Linked DNA regions of Rattus norvegicus: region 2 is linked to region 1. Evidence: chromatin contacts called from public Hi-C data. All regions are on one chromosome and are shown on one strand. The core of a region is the stretch at or near the end of the contact, and the rest is flanking DNA. Distances in the headings are between cores, read along the strand shown. Region 1 overlaps Prdm16 (PR/SET domain 16). Region 2 holds the start of Prdm16 (PR/SET domain 16).

Region 1 (3,102 bases), core at 303-2,802:
TGTCTCTGTCTCTGTCTCTGTCTCTCTGTCTCTGTCTCTGTCTCTGTCTTTGTCTCTGTCTCTCTGTCTCTGTCTCTGTCTCTCTGTCTCTCTGTCTCTGTCTCTCTGTCTCTCTGTCTCTGTCTCTCTCTCTCTGTCTCTCTCTCTCTCTCTCTCTCTCTCTCACACACACACACACACACACACACACACACACACACACACACACACACTATGAACCTACAACCCTACATGAATGAGAACACCTCTTACAGGGAATCCACGTTTAGGGTCCAGAGACCAGGGAGGCTGTTTGAGCAGTGCCCACCATCCCAAGATATCTATGCTCAGACTGCAGGCCTCGGGGCTTCCCTCATTCCTGTCTGTTGAGTGACTAGTAGAGCTGGCTTCTCACCCTAGTTCAGATCCATGGTTGAGGCTTTAAGACTTAGCCAATATTGCCAACTAAAGCCTTCTCCAAGGTATGGTTACGATTGTTTAATTTTGATTGTCCCGTTAAGATGGGAGACTTAATGAAGAGAATCTCGAGGGGATGGTTCCTGGGTTAAGTAGGAGGCACGCTTCATTGATGAGCTTTGATTATCAGGACTGATGGTTTCATTGATGAGCCGAGACCAGAGTCATTGATGAGTTATGTCAGCTTGATGGGCTCTGATCAGGATTACTGAAGAACTAGGATAAAATCTCTGACAATTGTGATTGGATTGATGAGCGGTGCTTTTAGAAAATAGGAGTCAGAGACGGGTGTGGGCAGGAGACCTCCTCTTTCCTCAGAGAGCCGTGGTAACTGTGGGGACAGAAGCTTTCAGACTGGCCAGGCCAACCATGAACGCTCAGGTTAAACATGTGATCCCAGTCCAGCCCCCGCTAAGTGTTCTGGCATGGCCGGTGATCATCGTAACATATCTGACTGAGGGCCAGTGTCTCAGTCTCAGTCCAGTGACCCATGCTGGGTCCTCAGTGTATGCTTCACAAATGAGTACATGAGCTGAGGAGAGGGTGGGGGTGGGTACACTAGAAAGGTGACCCTGGGACACAGAGTTGTCAGAGCGTCCCAAGGACTCCTCTGGGGGTAGAAGAGGGGCAGCATGGGGTGAATACAACCTGTCTCCTATGTTAACAAGGCCATGTGTAGTGTTCATGTGTGTGCTTCCGAGGAAGCCCTTTAGATTCGCAAAACGTAAAGCATCTGGTTTCCAACTTTGGCCCCATTCTCCTACCTATAAACAGGCTGAGCCATGAGTTCTCAGAATGTTCTCGAAGAGGAATGTGCTTGGGGCCGGGGTAGCCAAACATCAGCATGCAGACATTTCTATGGAGAGGCCAGAAAGTGCCAGGCACTGGCACCCGCCCTGGAAACACAGGCAGGCTCTGCCAGCTGGGCAGCTCTGGCCATCAGCGTGTAGGGCGGAGGAGGGGGCTCCCTGCCTAGCCCCCAGGTCCTCAGCTCAAAGACTTGGACCCCAACCCCGGTGCCCAGAGTGCCCTATAGCTGACTGCCCAGCACTGTGAGCCTTGAATACCTTGCGTGCCACCTGGCCACCTCCAGTGTCCTGAGCTTTTGCTAAGCCAGGTCTTCTGCTGCTTCCCTGCTCAAGGCAGAGACATCAGAGTTGAACACTCGCTTCTTACAATAAACCAAACAGGAAAGTAGCTCTCATAGCCCTGGCCCTTGAGATCTTGGCCTGAAAACATTTGCTTCATGAGCTAATGGGCCAGTGCCCAGTGCCTGGGACGAGTAGTCGCTCAGCCCCTGGGCTGAGTATTATTTTCGTGGAGGCTCTGTGACCCTTGGCGACCCCGGAACTGCTTGCTCCTTTCTGAGAGTCACGTTTTATCTATCACCTGAGGCGCGGAATTGCAAGAGCAGGCCTCAGGCTTGGGGAGTACCCAGCATGCAGTCAGCTACACCGAGAGACCGAGAGACCCGTTCCTGGCATCTCTCTGAAAAGGAATCTGGGTTTCTTGAAGGCTGAAGTCACGTTCCCCTCTGCACTCTCTTTGTTCCCCGAGCCACCACCCTTCAGTGGCCTTGGCCTGGGCTTTAGAAGGTCCCCTTCTGAAAGCCTCAGCGGAAGAGAAGCAAGTGTTCATAAGCGGGTGGGTTTGGTTCTGTCCCTCTCGGCACTTGCACGAGGACATGTGTTCTCGTCCACTGAGTCGCTGTCCCTCCCTCTCAGGAGTCATTGCCCATTCGAGGTCGGACATCTCCAAAGCCAGGCTGTGGTAAAGGTTGAGACAGGAGGGAAAGCAGGAGTAAAGCCCTGTTGGGGGACCGCCTGCCTTTCTCACCATCTCCTCCAGAGGCCTCCACACAGGCCTTACTGAGGCGGGAGCCACTCAGTTTTGGTGAGGGGAGAGAGACACTCAGTGAGAGCATTGAGAACTGAGTCTAACAGAGACTTGCAGGGTCTGGCCAGTGGTTACTGCCTGGGATGCTCATCTGTGTCTGGTGGCTACCTGGAGAGGGCTAAGGAGCCAGTCAGCTTCTGTCACTAGGCCCGTTCCTGGCCAGGGCCTATGGCCCACCTTGATTTGAAGCTGGGTTGCAAGCGCCCTCTATTGCCCAAGTTGGGACAACTTCTCAAGCCAGGATGAAATGAATGCCACGGTGATCTGGCTTTTGGGGGAACCTTTAAAATAAAGACTGATAGGTTTCAGTTCCTCCCCCAAGTCCTTGTGTGAGCCACTTGTGTGGTCGCTGAGACATGAGCGCTCCCAGACCGTCTGTGTGGCAGAGAGACAACCTGGCATTCACCTGGTTGGCCAAGGTTTGCCAGGGCAAGGAGTACCTAGCATTTTAGATACCTTCTAGAAAAGACAGGGCCAGGCTGAACTGCCCTAGAGGCCTGTCTTTAGCAGTTCTAGTTAAGCCTTCTGAAGGGGCTGGGGACTCCTCTGAGCTCCTCTCTTGGGTTATCATAGCAGGGTCCAAGGGTAGCCATGTGGGGAAGGGGGCAGCTGTGTAGCACCAAGGGGACTAGGGAATTTTGGAGATATGGCAGACAGACAGGTGCCGGGCAGCTTCCACCATGTCCCTACCTCAGAGTCCCAGCATTTTCTGACACCCTCGGAGGGAGGGCCAGAACCCTCAGACCTGGT
Region 2 (3,446 bases), core at 437-2,936, 190 kb before region 1:
CGAAGCGGTGGGCTCCTCAGATAGGTCCGAATCTCCGCAGGGAAGTGCCTCCTTAGGCAGTCAGCGGGCAGTCGCTGCCGCCAGCTCTGGAGCTCTTCTCTGGGGTAGCTTGGGCCCAACAGCACTCTCCATTGGGTGAGGGAATCTATAGGGAGGACTCTGGGGGATTGCTGTTTTAACGGGATTTTGGTGTGCAGATTTTAGTACTAGGAGACCAGTCACAACAAAGAAGGGGTGAGGACGGCGAGAAGCCTCACCTGGGGAGCAGAAAGACCCAAATGGCGCCCACCCCTGCGAGGGCTCAGGTGACATCGTGACAGCACTGAATCTTGTTGCCTTGGAGGGACCTTGGTGTTCGGGGAGGGCGCCCAGGGCAGTGACCCAGTCCCGCAGCGCCTCCGTTTGTTTCCAATTCAAACTCAAACCGTAGCCGTACCCGAAGGGGGAATCTACACTCACCCTGTATGGCCTCTTAGTTGGGGCCACCCTGCTCTTGCCCAGCCAGGCCCCTCACTGGCCTGAGCTTGGAGTGTGAAGGCTTCAAGGATAGAGCGCGGCCAGTTTCCTGCCCGCACTCCTCCACCTGTGCTTCGGGTTCCCCAACCCTAGCGGCACCTGGGCCGGTAGAAGCCGGAGGGGAGTGTCCAGAAAAGACCCCAGCTCCCGAAAGGGGCTAGCTCCAGCGCTTCCGCACCCGGTACTCACCTGGGGGCCGCGGCCGCAGCCCAAGAGGGCGCGGAGACCGGAGCGCACGGGCCCACCCCGGAGATGCAGAGGTGCGGGACACCCCGGGACGCCAAGGGCAAGATGCCGGCCTTGACGCCGCCGCCCCCCGACGCGGAGCGCGCTGGCCTCAGCCGCCGCGCCCGACCGAGGACCGACGGCTCCAGCGCCGCTCGGCGTCCCGGGCGGTGGCAGAGCTCGGAGCTGGCGGCGCCTCGGCTGTTTGTTTTTGAGCCTCGGAACCCGAAGCTGCAGCCACCCGGTGGGGGCGGGGGGAGGGGCTGGGGGCGGGAGGCCCGCGGGGGGCGGCGGGCGGCGGGGGCTTCGGAGGAGCCGGGATCGGGCGCGTTGGCCCCGACACCCCCTCCGCGAGTGCGGGGTGCGGGCAGGGACCGAGGGCAGTTCGGGAGGAGAGAGCTCTGGGGCGACGACGAACGAAAGCTTTTTAATTAGTAATAAAACGCAATAAAACGCTGCAAAAGCAGCCCGGACCCGCGTCCGAACTATCAGCGCCTTTGCGGGAGATCGAAGGAAGTCGCGCAGAAACCCGCCGCGGGCCAGTCTCCTCTGAGGCTGGGCTTGGGTAGGAGCCACAGCGCTGCGCAGCGCAGGGCCAGGGCGGGGGGACCGTCACCTCGCCTCCAGGGCTACCTGGGTCCTTTTAAAGTGTCCGGGGTGCGGGCCCCGGGCGGGAGCGACGAGCAAGGAATGTTTTCTTAAAGGGCCAGTTCAGAGCTGCGCTGAAAAGGGGGGGGAGGGGGGAGAGAGAGAAGTGAGGTGAAGACCGAGAAGGCCTCGGAGAGCCCCCCAATCCCGCGCCGAGGCGGCGGCGGCGGCGGCGCGACGAAGAGGATGATGAACACATTGCAAAGTTTTTTTGGCCCCGGCGAGGGGTGTCAGATTGAGTGCTCTGTGCGCATGTGCGAAGGTGTCCAAACTGACAATGCTAGGGAGATGAAGATAGTGTGTAGCTGCTTCTGGGCTCAAGGAGGAGGAGAGAGATTCCGCGAGCCGACACCATGCGATCCAAGGCGAGGGCGAGGAAGCTAGCCAAAAGTAAGTCTCCCGCGCTCGACCGCGCCGCGTCGCCGGGCCCGGGCCGCGGGGCCAGGGTACCCGGGCCAGGGGTGCGCGTCGGGGCGCGGTCGGCGCGCCCGCGGCTCCGGCCCCCGGTCGACCGCGCGGCCCGGGGGTGCTCCGCCTCCCGCGCTCCGGGGCGGCCGGGCTCGGCGCGGAGGCTCGGGGCGCCCGGGCCGCGCGCTCCCCGAAGGCGCCGGCCCCCTCCCCGCCGAACCCCCTCCCCCCCACAGTGTCAGGCGCTCGGGCCCGGGAACCCGAGGCGCGCGGTGGGGGCCGGGGAGGGGGGCGGAGGGGGAGGGCCGGGGGTGGAGGAGCGAGAAAAGCGAAAGTTAGCGAAAAGTTGACGAAAGGGGAGAGTAACTTTTCCTCTCGCTCGCTCTCTCCCTCTCTCTCCGAGTGGCTCTCAGTCCTGGTCAAATCATATTCCGGGCTTTTGAAATAGTGGGCGCTAGAGCACCGCCTTTGGCGTCCGCCAGCCGGGCTCAGAGGAGGGAGACCCTGAGCCGGGGAGGGGGCGGAGGAGGGGGCGCGGGCCGGCGCCCACCGGGCTCCCCGGGAGCAAGGGCAGGACGGCCGCAGCCGCCGGGGAAGCAACATGGAGACTTTTTCCTGCGCTCGAAACTGTGCTGGTGAAGTTTATTCCCAAGTGGTGCCCCGCGTGGTGGCCGGCGCTCCTCTGTGATCCTCGCGTTTCTCTCGGGTCGCCCAGTGCCGGCGCCTCCGGCAGCGGGGTCCCCACTGGCCGCCGTGCTACCCGCCGCCCTGCTTCGCCTGGCCTCACTCCGACCCTCCCGCACATGCTGTCCTCGGCACCCGCCAGCCCCAGAGGGACCAATGCCCCAGCTAGGCTGCACGGGCCCGGGGCTTACTTTCTCTTTCGCTCCGCCTCGGGCCGCGCCTGGGGCTGTGCGCGCAGCCGGCAGCGGGCTGGTCCCCACCGCAGCCTACGGGCTCCCGCCGTCCGCACTATGGCCACCTCGTCTCGGAGCTGCCCACGCGCCCTCCGCCCTGGTGCCGGCGCCATCGGCACAAGTCGGGCCCGGGGCTTCATCCTTTGCAGCCAGCAGGTGGGGACCCGCTGCAGCGCGGCCGTTGAAGCACGGCTCCGAAAACCCGGGCCACGGTCCGGCTCCAGCGAAGCGTTGAGCGCTGTGCGGAGAGGATCCCAGTCGCTCGTCCCGGCCGCCCCCTTTTTTACCATGGGACAGAGAAAGGGGCACCCGGCACGCGGGCTCCAGGTCCCTGCCTGATCACCAGGCCGTTCGGTCTGCGCTTCTCGGGCAGGATCCTGCCTGGCCGGACCTCGCGGCTTCCAGAGCCGAACTCTTAGAGCATGAGCCTAGCGAGCGGGTGTGGGATCCGCAATAGTTTTCCGAAAAAGTCAGGCACTTTGAGCTCCGGACCCTGCTGAACTTGGCCCCAAGGCGGACCGACTGCCTTAGGCCACGCGCCCACTCTGCAGGGAAAAGCAACTTCCAACCTCTGCCAAGCTTCCCTGAGCTACGCCTTGGAGTTCGTGGCCCCTCGGTTAAGAGCCCCTTTCCCACCGAGCTGCCTGGCCAGCTGCCCTTGACCTCGGCCTTCTGGGCCACCCATGACCTCTGACCCCTCTTGGTGCGAACAGGGGCAGTAGGTTCCCAGCG

The links. A called contact is a pair of places that touch in the nucleus more often than the background predicts.
Region 2: a Hi-C map of frontal cortex shows a contact between it and region 1, with 1.6 times the contacts expected there. The contact joins the promoter of Prdm16 here to the enhancer-like site in region 1. A contact is called at or near these places in 3 of 12 Hi-C or Micro-C datasets (Schwann cells, frontal cortex and liver).

The regions. Positions count from the first base shown.
Region 1 is chr5:170,296,246-170,299,347 of GRCr8, reverse strand. All of the region lies in intron 3 of Prdm16 (PR/SET domain 16), which reads left to right. Among named protein-coding and RNA genes, the nearest start is that of Arhgef16, 150 kb to the right of the region's middle. Within about 2 kb of position 1,552, at least 4 of the 93 cell types and tissues checked have an H3K27ac peak or open chromatin away from gene starts, as enhancers often do.
Region 2 is chr5:170,484,044-170,487,489 of GRCr8, reverse strand. It overlaps Prdm16 (PR/SET domain 16), which reads left to right and starts at 1,686. Exons shown (of 17, transcript NM_001427303.1): 1 at 1,686-1,779. The coding sequence starts at 1,743.